Regions from separate parts of the Sus scrofa genome. Here region 1 is linked to region 2. Evidence: chromatin contacts called from public Hi-C data. All regions are on one chromosome and are shown on one strand. Each heading gives the region's core, a stretch centred on a gene start, on an enhancer-like site or on the middle of the called end of the contact. The rest is flanking DNA. Distances are from core to core; before and after follow the strand shown.

Region 1 (6,753 bases), core at 1,184-3,683, 520 kb after region 2:
AGTAGTTCATACCTCTTAAACCCCCTTCCCCATCTTGCTCCCCTCCCCATCTTTCTCTCTCCACTGGGATAGCTGGTTTGCTCTCATATGCAACTCTTTTTCTAAAATGTACAAATGGAGAAAAACCACTAGCACAAACATATTTTCATGTTATATTCCATCTTTTTCTATCCCAAGAGATTGGATAGAGTTCCAGTAGGACCTCATTGCTTTTTTTCTGAAAGGATGTTGGAATCTCAGGGTTGGAGAAGGTAGTCTTTGAGCCGTGGTTCCTCATGATTGCCAAAGGCCCACCTGCTTCCAGAAACAATCTGAATCCAGCTCAGTGTTCAGAAACCCCAAGATCAACACAGTAGGTATTTACCATCAGGGATCCAAGCTTCCAGCCCATTAATCATCAGGTGGGATGGAGAAGCTGGGTCCCTCCAAGTCCTGCTGTTCCCCTTTTTGGGGAACACATTTAATATCCTACAACTGGGAACAATTTTCTAAAATTAGAGGGTTTTATTTTTTTGTTTCTTTCTGTCTCCTTCTAAGCCCCCAGTTTTGCCTTCCCACCCACCAGTTCTGTTTAATGGCTCTTCTGTTCTGCCTGCTGCTCATTGCCTGATTTAGCCTGGTATATGAGACAGGTGCTCTCAAGAGAGCAAGAGCCAGCTTTAGGAAGGAGAAAGCAGGAGAAATCTGGGAACACTTTCATGGCTCTTTGACAGAATGGCATCCTGGAGAGGATGGACAGGGCCTGTGAATGGGAGGCCCTAAGAATGGGGACTTGTTAGCTCCAAGGCTGATGATGGTTGTATTGACCTTAACTCCCCATCCCTCAAAATCAGAAATGCTTGTGGGTCCTTCCAGCTTTCCTGACCCCTTCCTGCTTTGAAGTGGGCCTTCTTTTTCTGGATTGTTGTTGTCCAGGAAATGGTGGCCCAGTTTTGGCCTCAGAAGGCACCTCACTGGGCTTAAAAGTCTTCCCAATTTTCATCCTTGCAGAAGGGGCCATTGCTGAAGAAGCCATCTCCCGCCAAACAGCCTCACTCCAACAGGGAAGGTGAATGAAGCAGGAGACTGTATTTATGGGTTTGGGGAAGGATAGCATCAAATATTTTTTCCTGAAAACACACATACAGTGAATTATTACTCAACCATAAAAAAGAATGAAATCATGCCATTTACAGCAACATGGATGGACCTATAGATCGTAAGTCTAGAGAGAAGTAAGACCTAGAGAAGTAAGTCAGACAGTGAAAGACAAATCCCATTTTATATCACTTATATGTGGAATCTAAAAAGGATACAAATGATTTGTAGAACAGAAACAGATTCACAGACTTTGAAAACTAACTTGTTACCAAAGTGGACAAGTGGGGGGGATGGGCTGGGGGTTTGGCACTGGCATACACATACTGAGATATATGCAATGATTGGCCAATGGGGACCTGCCTGTTGTATAACACGGAGAGCTCTGTCTAATATTCTGTGATAATCTACATGGGAAAAGAATCTGGGACAGTATGGATATTTCTATGAGTATAACTGAATCACCTTGTTGCACAGCAGAAATTATCACAACCTTATAAATCAACTAGACTTCAATAAAACTTTTAAAACTGAGAAAAATAAATAAAAATAACAATACCTTGAAGATCACTGCTAAAAAAGAAAATGTATTGCTCACTCATTCATTCAATAAATATGGATTCACTTTGTTCTGGGTGCTGGGGACGCACGATCACTATGAATCAGACCCTCCAAGCCTTCTTGACCTTAGTTTGCACCCTCATGAGGAGAGTCAGACAAAGACAACACAGATCAATGAACAAGATGACGTCTGGGTGAGAGGAAGCCTTGTCTGAGTGCAGAATGCCGTTCCCTGATCTCCGAGTTTTCTTTTCTCCCAATTAATCAGACAAATGAGACTTGAGCATCCTGTTTTCCAACTAACAAAGCCTGTTCACGAGTGTGTCACACTGTCCTTCTCACAATCTCCTGATGTGCACACCATGTACTGGCATCATTTTAGAGATGAAGCAGCTGAGCTGGGAGAGTTGGGGACAGTCACGTGTCAGATACACTATGTGCCAGATTTTCGCACTCCGAATTGAAAGCAACTTCCTGCACACCTTGCTACTTTCCCTCATCTCCAAGAGCGTGGGGTCCTCAGGATCGATCAACTCTGACTACAGTAAGGGACTGAGGGTTAAGGCTAAAGAGGGATGGATGTCAGTGGGGGGAGGGCTCTGCAGCCTTTCAGTAGAGAACGCATTTTTCCCTAGAGCAGGAAAGTTCCTGAAGTGGCCTTTGGCTTTGCAAAGGCTCTGCTTCATCTCTTCTTGATGGTGTCTCTGGGACAAGGGGAGCTGGGCTGGATGCATGGGGGGATGTGGGGAGGGTTGTCATTTCAATGTTGTCTGTTATCCATCCACACGGCCCCTGGGGCCCTATTTTCAGACTTGTCTGCTTGCCCAGAAAGGGGCAGGCCCAAGTTTCACAGAAATTAGAAGCACATACACTTGGCCTCACCCACAGAAATGATGAAGAGATGCATGCCGGTTCAAACCAGGGCCTTCAACACTCCAGGATTGGAGGTGGGGGGGGGGACTTTTTTCTGCCTGCTTCAAAGTGAAGTCCTCTAATTAGAATCAGAGCTTCGTAGAATATTAGAATTGCATGAATTTCAGAGATGACAGTCCCAACCACTTCATTTTACAGATGAGGGGCTGAGAGATGAAGGGACTTGGCGAGAGATGGATGGTGATTTCATGTACACTGGAGCTGGGGCCCGGATGCAGCTCTCCCGACTCCCAGCCTCGTGCTCTTTTCTCCCCATCAGGCTCCCTCCTGCATCAGCTACAAAGATGGGAGTAGGGGACAGCCAGAGACTGAGCTCCATCCTCACCTGTGACTTTTGCGTTCAGCCTCCTGAACGCCCCTCTGAAGCCTCCGGCAGCCTTGTCCCCAAATTGCTGCTCAGAGAAGGTGATAAATCAAGGACTGTGTGTGGAGGGGGACAGCACTCTGGCTTTTGGCCTGTGCATCTAAGCAAAGCAGTGCCTCTTAGAAGAAGCTTACTCCCTGTAGCAACTCTATCATACCTTTTATAAAAAGTCACTTTGAGGTCACTGTTTTTGGGGCCAGTATTTCAATACATTAAATGCAATTACTTCATTGTTGATTTACCTGTCATTACAGGCATGTGTTTGAACATGATTTATTGAGTGAGTTTTGTGCCAGTTGACTTGCAGTAGATTGCACAATATTCAAAGGGGCTCATTTGCTTGGCATTACATTAGAGGCATGATGATTGCAACACAAAGCAATGTAAATGAATTCTGAGAGCTTCCATCATTCATGTTGTCATGTACGGAATCCTATTATTATTTATTACCATAATTGTACTGTGTTTCCTGGGGCGATAAATTAGGACTGATGGGCCCCGCTGACAGTCAAGGGCTGGACTCGCTCTATATAATTTAATAGGGATACTGTAGGGTCTGTGTGTTTGGAGGAGATTTTGGTAGTGTTTAAAAAAATAATATATATTTTTTTTTAACAAAAAGTACAAAAACCTTCCAAGGTCTTTTTTTCCCTTTCCTTAATGCTTTGGCTGCCTGTTCAGGCCTTGATAAAAGCTGAACTATAAGAAAGAGAAGTTCTGCTTTTCAACCCAAGATGGTTCGAGTTCACTGCTGTATGCGAGTTCTTCTCCACACCAAATGCTGACAGGTGGTGTGACCTCTCACAGAGAGGGGACCCCTGCCTGCCACAGGGAGTCTAGAACTGGCTGAGGATCCAATGGTCAGCATGATGGTGACAGTCATGTGAACATCTTTCCTCTTTATGGCTGATGAACTCTGGGTATCTGGTCTCACAGGGCAGTGCTTCTGAAGAGACTGAAGTGATGGTTTCCCTAGAACAACAGAAAAGGAGCAACAGAGGTGATAGATACAAATTTGCTTGAAAAGATGTTCATGTGCTGTGCAAATAACCAGCATCAGATATCATTAAAATCATACCAGGCAAATGCAGGAAGGGAGCTTAGAGAGCATGGGATTCCATCATCTCAGTTTTGGGGTGAGAAAACCGAGCCACAAGGAAGGAGAGTCCTTAGAAATACCCCGCTAAACCCAAATCACACGAGACCCCCAATCAACTGGACTTGTGTGTGATTGATGCCCAAGGAGTGGGCATGAGTGGGGAAGGGTAGAATTGGACATGACCACACCGCTGGGTGAAGGGAAGAGCCCGAATAACCTTCCACTTCCCCTTTTGTCTGAGTAGAAAGGCATAGGGAACAGTTGCAAATAAGGCTAGGAAGTAGTTGTGGGTCAACCAGTGTTAGCCAGGACTCGCTTAGAATCCCCATTTAATATAAATCCTGTTGGATCAATTTCACTTCAGAAGATAATCAATCTGTCTTTGACCCCTGAGTTAGAGGACAGGGATTTCATCATCTCCTAGAAAGAAATTTTTTGATAGCTCAGGCCTGTGTCTTTGGTCCTCTGTCTTGGTCAATTGCAATCCCAAATACTCTGTTGGGGGGCTCAGTGTGACGTCAAGAAGGGGATCCTGAGGAATGAAACTAGAACCAAGGTTGAATTCTATTCAGGGAGTTAGGGTAGGCAGGCAAGCAGGCTGTTGTGCATAACCTCCTCGGCAGAGACGCTATCTGAGGAGTTTTATCTTCTTTTAGAGTTGCAAAGAAGGATTTCATCCCACATGTCTGATTTCAGCCATGTTTCTACATGACACTCAATGGTTTTATTCAGATTGATTCAGGTGGTGCCAGAAAATCGATGCATTGCTGCCTGGTCAATAGGATTGGGTTGTTCAAAAAGTGAACTTCTCAGACCACTTCTTAAAGCTCAGATCAGAGCATCGATGTGTATTTCACCTGTCCGCTGGGTAGTGGGCATGATCATCAGAAATCAACCCCAAAGAAGCTAAGCCAAAAGCCCACACCTGCAGGTTTGACACCAGAGAACATGTCCACGTTTAGCCAGCTGTACACGCAGTCCAAGCAGCATGCCATGCATCCCATTGGGCTGGAGTGAGAGTGGGCTCTGTGCATTTTCACATCTCAGAGCAGGTGATGAAGTCTTGTGTTTTACAGGATTAAGGAACATTTTGGGGCGGCGACGATTGAGGAAAAGGAGGCCGAAAACTGTTGGCAAGGAAAAGGGAGCTGGTAATTGTCTATTACCTGCCCCCCTGAAATGGACATGGGATTTCTGGGGGATCCCCAGTGCAGAGTTGGCCCCATCCTTTCTTTCTGGATGATCTCAGGACTTCTGAGTTATCTACCTCAAGAGAACAGCTCCGTCTGGCATCCCCACAGGCTGGCCTCATGATTGACGTCTTTCATCAACAAGGGGAGGCAGGTAATCTTGCCATTAGCAAAAAGAGATTTAAACTTGATGTGTAGGCTCTGATTCATGCTTCTAGAAAGACCTTGGCCAGGGGCCTAAGTGGATACCATGTCTCCCCATCCAAAATTTGCTCTTGCTTGTGTCCTGTCTTTTGTAGGAACTGAGAAATTGACAAAGTGCATTTATCTATTTATATCATGGTTGTGGCCGACATCAGTCCATTAGAATCAAATCATTACCACCAAAATAGGGACTGGGTAACAGCATGATTAGGGTAAAAGGCCCCCCTGCCAAAGATAAGATAGTGACGCTACCATAATTTTGATGTTATACAGGAAAATAGCGTGATTCACAAGATGCTGTATGTGTAGTAGACTTTTATGTGTCCAAAGGCAGAATCCCCAGCCAGCCTGGGGCCCAGGCTGGTGATGAGCAGAGGCCTAGTTTGAACAACTCCAGAGCAGGAAGACTAAAGACATAATAGGAGAATAGTGATTTAGGGTGGATATAATTACTTTTTTTTTTAAACATTCTTTCATTTACTTATTTTTCCCAGCGTCTATACTTTTTTTTTAAAGCTTTATTCAAATCTAGTTTATTTACAATATTGGGATAATTTCTGCTATACAACAAAGTGATTCAGTTATACACATACAAACATCCATTTTCTATCAGATTCTTTTATTTTTTTTGGTCTTTTTGCCATTTCTTGGGCTGCTCCCACTTTATCAGATTCTTTTCCCATATAGATTATCCCTGAATATTGGGTAGAGTTCCCTGTGCTATACTTGCTAGATGTAATTATTTTTAAGCCAAGAAAATAAATATGACAATGTGGAAAATATATTCTGATAGTTGGTGACCTAAGCCTACCACAATGTGAATTATTCAAGGACTGGATTGGGATAAATTTACACCAAATTCACCTCTTAGATAGCTTTTTTTTTTTTTTTTTTTTTGGTGGTGGTTTGCAAGGACATAATGGAAGATAATTAAAACAAATTTATTGAAACCAAGTAACATGTTGCATTTAGAAATATTCTTAGCTCTCATTTCTTCCTTTCTCAGTCCTTTTTATACACATATAGAGAGAGAAGAGAAAAAGAGAGACCCACTTACACTTGCACACTTTTTTGTTTAAATCAAGCTGAGAGCAGCCCAGTGGAGCTCAGGTGGGTTTTCTTGCAGGTCCTGCAGGAAGGTGCAAAGTAAACCAATATGCTTCAGTCAGCAGGACTCAGCAGGACCCCAAACCTGGGGACTTTCTCCCAGAAGCCCTGACCTCAAAGCCTGCCGAGCCCCACAAGCTGGGCCCTTTCTTCATGTTCTTCAAAGAGATATTCCTCTAAGGCTTGGGTGGTGTTTTTCATCAGAATGACTCCTGCCC
Region 2 (6,566 bases), core at 565-3,064:
CTCCATGCGGGGGGAAGGGCGTGCAGGCGGCGCTTGGGACCCTGAAGCCCGCCTTGTCTCCTGGGGACAAGGAGGAGGAGGAGGAGGTGGAGGACACGGAGGAGGAGCCGCTGTCTTTGCGGGAGTCGCCGCCTCCGGAGCCCTTGGAGTAGGGCTTGAAGCTGGACTTGTCCTCGGCCGGGGAGTCCCCCAGCTGCTTGAGAGCCGCAGAAGCGGAGGCGGCGCCGGAGGCGGAGCGGCTGGGGTCCTTCTCTGCTCCCAGCCCGTTGGCCGCCGCTACCGAGTTGAGCTTAGACGAGGGCGGCGGGTCCGGCTTGCCGATCTGCGAGCAAGTCTGGGCCAGCAACGCCAAAGGACTCTTCTTGGCGTCCAGCTGTGGGAGACAGCGGCAAGGGGAGGGAGAAGGGGGGTGAGACGAGAAACCGCTCGGGAGAGTGAACAAGTGGGGTGCCTGGGAAGCTGGGGGGGGGGGCGAGGGGAGCCGACGAGGCGGCGGACGAGGCGAGAAGACCTTGGGGACAGGGTCTGGAGAGCGAGGGCGGGGCTGCTGGGCGGAACTGCGCTAACCCTGCCGGCCGGTGAGATCCCTCGCTCTCGGTGTCCCCGGAGTGCGCCACCGGTCCCGGGAAAAGAGCAGTGGAAGTAGTCTACCAAAGGTGACTTCTCTGGAGTCAGGGCTGAGGGAGGGCCTGTAACTCGCCCCCTGCCCTCGAATCTCCCCCTAGTCTATGCCCAGGGAAAAACTTATTGCTTCAGTTTGGGTAACTTCGCTTAGGACGGGTTTCAGGCGGTGGCGCCGCGGGGTAGAAGCCGGGAAAAGCGCGTTCTGAAGCTAGGGCTGCCGTTGGCGCTCTCTTGGTAGCCCCTCCCTCCCGGGGAGGGCACCCAGGGAAGTGGGAGGAAGAAAGACCTGGGATCGGGAGTGCCGGGGCGTAGTGCGCTCTAACCGGATGGGACAGAGGCGGAGCAGGACCGGGCCGATCCGGCTTCAAAGAGAACAAACCCGGGTAGAGAGAGGTGGGCGGGAGAGGCCCAGGAGAGATCTTCTCCGGCCTGGAAACTGGGTGGCGAGGAAAAGTAAAAGACCCAGTGGAGACTCCAAGAGCAAACCCAATCCGGGAGAAAACATGTAGCTCCGAAAGGCGAGTGTGGAAGGGGAACCTTTCCGGAAAAGCCCAGGGAGAACCGTGTGGGCTCTGATCCCTCTGTTCTCCGTCCCTTCTCACACCGTCCGCCAGTGTGGCCGGACCTGAGCGTCGCACCGAGCCCCAGGGCGCAGGGAGCAGGGCCGTGGGCCCGGCAGTGGTGGGCGGAATGGGGCCGGCGCTGGACTGGCAGCGACCAGTCGACTGACCTCAATGGGGCTGACGGGAGTGGAGGACAGCGGCTGCAGGTACTCCGGATGCAGGAGGTGGCCGGTGTGCGCGCTCAGCATCTTCAGGACCCTGATGGGGAGCCGGTTTGCCTGGCGCAGGGGGTCCGCCGGGGGCAAGAGAGACACCGCCGCCGGCACCGCCGGCCTCTTCCCGCCTCCGCCGCTACCGCTGCCGCTGCTTTCGGGTGTCCTTGGGTTAGATCCAGCGGGCGAATCGCTCATTTGGAGGAGGCAGCGCCACTGGGGGGGCGGGGAGGGAGGGGGAGCACCGGGGAGGCGAGCTCCCGCGGCGGGTGGGCTCGCTCCGCAGCGCCAAGCGCGGTGCAGCAGCCGCTGCGCCTCCACCCCTCCTCCACCGACGCCACCGCCGCCGCTGCAGCCGCCGCCGCCGCCGCTATTCCCGGCGAGCAACACAAAAACCTTCGCCTTCCGCGAGCCGCACGTCAAATAGCCGCGATCGGCAGCCACACTTCAAAGGGATCGCCGCGGCCGCCCAATCGCAGCTCTCGCCGGGACCCCGGGGCGGGGAGAGCGGCGGGCGGAGGCCGGCGCCGCCGGTGGGCGGGGAGAGCCTTAAAGGGGCCTCGCCTGCGCGCGCCTCTCCCGCCTCGGCCTTTACCACTCTCCGCACTCCTCCCCTCCCCCCAACTGGGCCACCCCTACCCTGGGGTCCCGGAGAGCAGGGGACTTCTCCGTGACCCCAAGGTCTGCGCCCTGTCTTTCGCTAGCTTCCCTATCGCTCTGTTCTCTCTCCCTTCGCACCGCGGGGAGTTGGTGCTGGCGGGGGCAGTCACCCTCAGGCCGTGTGTGTTTGGGGTGGGGTGGACTGGGGTGGGGGTGGGGTAGGAGCTCCCGGCGTTGGCTCTCTTACAGTCAGGTCCAAGCCTCTCCCCGAGGCGGCCTGGGGGCGGGCCGTGCCTCGGGAACCCAGCTCTGCTGCGGCCCTGCTCAGGCTCTGCTCAGGCTCAGCTCCGGCTCCGCTCCGGTCCAGCTCTCTTCCCCTAATTGGCTTCTCCCGGGTGGGCTCATTTGGAAGCGCTCGAGACCCGGAGGCAGCAGCGGTTCTCGGGATGCGGGGTAAAGCGCTCCAATAACTTTGAGCCAGTCCTGTCCGAAGCCTGCAAGTTTGAGGACTCCCTTAGGGGGTGAAATGATTGCGATAAGGCGCTGTTCCCTAGGTTGTGCGCGCCGCCGGCGCACAGATTTATAGGTTCGATGTTTTTGAGTGTGTTTTCAGGTTTCTTACAATGTCCTGCTTAGAGGCATAAAATTCTCTCACGGCACAGAGCCTTGCTGCTATTTGGGGGTTGGGGGAATCTAAGTGCTGCACCCGGATACAAACTCTAGAGATGCGTCCCCCACATGTTTTCTTCTCTCGGGGCTGGGGAGGGGGTAAATTTCCCAGGGAAATTTCGGAGTTAAAAACTTTGTATTAAAAATAACAGTATTCTCCTCTACTCCACCTCCTTCCCCTGGTGCCTTTCTAATAAAGTTTGCATTGCCAGCCTCGCACCGGGCAGAGATTTTACATAGACCTAATCTCGACATCATTAAGGTTCCCTGCCTGCGGATCAGAAGGTGAACCTGGGTCTTTGTGCTCTGGCCTCCGGGGAGACCACTTCGCCGTGCTCTCAGCGACCAGTGGAGGCGCGCTGGTGTCACTGCCTCGCTTGGAGTACCACTTTCCCAGCTCGAATCCATCACTCCGATTGTCAGGCCTGTCACTCGGGGCATATTGCTCCAGGACTACCCGTCCCTGACTCTGCTGCTCGTTGATCAACGCCCTGCGATCACATGAGAACCAAGACGGGGATAGATGATTTCAAAGGGGTCCTTCCAACAGAATGAAACAACTGTCATGGAAATAACAAATAGCAATCACGAACCTTTATCATGTTCCGTAAAGGAGGCAGCAGGCACCACTCCCAGGCCCTATCCGTCATACGCTCAACTGAATGTACTCCCTGGATGCGTCTGTTTTTTAGACAGTATGCATAGACCTCTAAAAAATTACACAGGCTTTCCCTACCCTAACTTTCATCCTGGTAAAATTAGGTTACAATGAATGCCAGGGGATGTCCTGACTGGGTGATGTATTCCATATTGCAGCAAGAGGGGTACCAGAAGGAGGGGGGGCCCACTTATTTCATTGTGGTTGTCCTTATTCCCCACCCCCATCTCTTCTCGTGCCAGCTTCTGAGTACTCTAACGTCCCTGCCACTGCCAACACCAATTTTAAATGTCCATTGCAGGGCTGCTTCAGTCTTAGAGGTCATTTGGCCTTTGGGAGACTGCTCTGCAGAGAGAGGAAGTGAGAATGGAAGAGGGTGGGCCTTTGTAGGCATTTAGAGGAGGAACTGGGAAGAGGGGCACCCTTGGAGACAGGAAGAGATGAAAGACCCCTTCTTGATGATTGTAACCAGCTCAGCTGTGAGTGCCAGCCAAGAACTCCTGCTAGGGCCCAAGCAGATGTGTGTTGGGAGTGATTAATGGAGAATCAGTTGGGTACAAAGGGGAGAGGAGACAGACAAAGGCATTTAGGAGTTTGGAAGGACTAGAGGGGCAGGAGGCAGCAGGAATGGGGTGAAGAATGGAGGGTGATAAAATATTTACTCTCTATTTGGAGAGGAAAAGAGAAGAAGAGGCCTAGGAATGAACGAAAGGAAGGGAGGAAGGAGGAGGTGGGGATGGGAAGGCCAGGCTCAGGATGGAGGGTGAGGAGTCAGCTCAGGTAGTCACATGTTGTCCTTAGAAATCCTCACTCCCTTAGCTCACAGCTGATCACTAGGAAGAGGAGGTGTCAAACAGCACTGAGGTGGAGACCAGGCCTGCTGCCCCTTCCCGGAAAGTGCTAGCAAGGGAGTAGAGCCACCCTTCCCTTTGGGGTGCTGGTGAGGGCAGCAGGGCCCCTTTGGCTGGACCCATCCAGTCACCTTAGGTGGGAAAATGGAAAACCATACTTAGCCAGGCCAGAGGCCTAATTAAGAGACACTAGATGGTTATTACAACCAGTCCCCCCCCCTTTTTTATAGCCAAACCTGAGGCATATGGAAGTTCACAGGCTAGGGGTCGAATCAGAGCTGCAGCTGCCTACTTACGCCACAGCTGCAGTAACACAGAATCTGAGAACCATCTGTGACCTGCACCACAGCTCAAGGCAACACCAGATCCTTAACCCACTGAGCAAGGCCAGGGATCAAACCTGCATCCTCATGGATACTAGTCAGGTGGATTACTGCTGAGCCACGACAGGAACTCCCTACAACCAGTACTTGACATCCACTTAGCTGAAATGCTGACCCCTGCATAGTCCTAAGTGGGGCTCTAGTGACCTAAAGCAAGGACTGTGTCCAAAGGATGGCTTGTCACCTGCAAGAGAATCAGGCTAAGTTTTTACTTGGGTTGACTTTATTGAGGGTAATGGGGTGTGGTTGAGAAGGCCATGCAAAGACACTGTCGTACAGGACACAAGCCACCCCCTTGCAAAAAAGTTGCAGTTCTGTGGCTAAGGGGCCTTTTCCCCTTCTCTCCAGGCCCTTCCTAGGTTGCCCTGGGAGGGATGGCACCAGGACCACAGGACAGGGGCCAGCACTGTGTGAGGACTCCCCCTGCCAATGTGGTCAGGAATTACAACCTGGTGTGTCAGGCTCTTGATAAGTTTTAGTTACTGTTGTTATCTTTTCCATTTACAGCTGGAGAGGTTAGTTAGTCACTTACCCAAAGGCAAGTGACCAGTGAGCAGCAGAGCTCTCACTTGGAGTCAGGTCTCAGTGAGCCAGGCCTCTGAGCCACAATGCCGTGGTGGGTCCCGGGCAGGAAAACCTCTGGAAACTTGGGTTTCCTCATGTATAAAACCTGAGAGTGGCCACCTCAGAGTCAGGGAGCCCCAAACAGAAAATGCATGTCACACATCTAGTGCTGGGCACCAAGAAAGTCTCAGGTAAATGAGGGCTGTGTTCAACAGCATCATTTGCCTCTGTGGGGCCATTGCTCTGGAGAACATTCCAGCTGCACACCTATATCCGGCAGAGGCTCCCACCACCAGGGAAGCCACCAGAACACCCAAGCCACCCCAGAATCCTACCAAATCAGAGCTCTTTCTCCCCCAGCTTCCAGCCAAATGCACCTTAAAAAAAAAAAAAAAAGCCTCTTAGAAGCCATCAAGAAAATCCTTGAGGAAATTCTGAATATTTATAGGTATTTTCCACGACTTCAATTTACATAAAACTCACTTCCCAGGGGGAAAAAAACAAAACAAAACAAAACAAAACCCCAAAAATGCCTGAGTCAGGTTGGGAGAAGAGATGGCAGATTTTGCTGTGCGGGGTTAATGCGGAGTTTTCAGTCCGCGCCAAGGCGGAATTGCCTGAACGATCGCCTCTCTGCATAACACTCAAACCCTAATGGCAACAACATGAAATAATATCTCACTGGGTAACTATTTACATTTTTTTTTTTTTTAACACAAGCTGTAAGAACTCTGAAAAGTCTGCCTCATCGAGGACTTGGTTTTGCTCCCCGGGCGCTTAATATCTTTCAGCGGCTGGCAATTACAGCCTTGGCTGGGAGCCCTGGTTTAGCGCACTGCATTCAGGGCACCCGGAGCCCTTCCTCTGTCTACCCATCTCCAGCTTCTGACGCAGCCCCAGGGGCACAAGAAGGCCAGAGGGGTCAAGGAACAGTGGGAGCAAACTGGCAAAGCAAGAAGGACCAGCCAGCCACGGGGGAAGCCCACTCCAGCAGCCCCCTCTCCTGTTTTCTCATGGCTCCGATTATGTTCTATTATTATACTCCTCACGGGGCATCTGCCGTTATTTATTGACTTGTCCATTCTCCTGCTGGACTGGGAAGGCTTAAGTATCAGCCTCATCCTCTTTGTATTCTTATTGCCTGGCTGGATGTTTAAGCCATCATCACAGCAGTCAACAGTGAGAGCCAAGCGCTGTTGGAAGCACTTTGCAGGAGTTATCTCATTTAATCATCACAGAAGCCCTAGGAGGTGGGTCCTGTTGTTACCCCTCCTCACATAGGAGGAAGTGGAGGCCCGGAGAGGTTTACTAACCTGCCCTAAGTCCCAGCTGATAAGAGGTGGTGGGTACGGATCCCCACAGTCTGAATGCCGGAAGTGCCCAGTGAAAGTTTGTTGATGAATAGATAAGAATTTTACATACGAGGGCTCTTCATTTCTATC

The links. A called contact is a pair of places that touch in the nucleus more often than the background predicts.
Region 1: a contact with region 2 is called in a Hi-C map of omental adipose tissue, with 2.2 times the contacts expected there. The contact joins the enhancer-like site here to the promoter of ZNF703 in region 2. A contact is called at or near these places in 8 of 47 Hi-C or Micro-C datasets (embryonic fibroblasts, fetal skeletal muscle, heart right ventricle and 5 more) and 2 of 2 datasets of contacts at active chromatin or transcription factors (alveolar macrophages and skeletal muscle).

Annotation. Positions count from the first base shown.
Region 1 is chr15:49,218,473-49,225,225 of Sscrofa11.1, forward strand. No RefSeq gene overlaps it. Among named protein-coding and RNA genes, the nearest start is that of KCNU1, 220 kb to the right of the region's middle. Within about 2 kb of position 2,434, at least 8 of the 83 cell types and tissues checked have an H3K27ac peak or open chromatin away from gene starts, as enhancers often do.
Region 2 is chr15:48,694,825-48,701,390 of Sscrofa11.1, forward strand. ZNF703 (zinc finger protein 703) reads right to left here and starts at 1,815. Exons shown (of 2, transcript XM_003133370.5): 1 at 1,355-1,815; 2 at 1-373. The coding sequence starts at 1,597. It overlaps LOC110256999 (a long non-coding RNA gene), which reads left to right and starts at 1,949. Exons shown (of 2, transcript XR_002339108.1): 1 at 1,949-2,080; 2 at 2,868-3,857.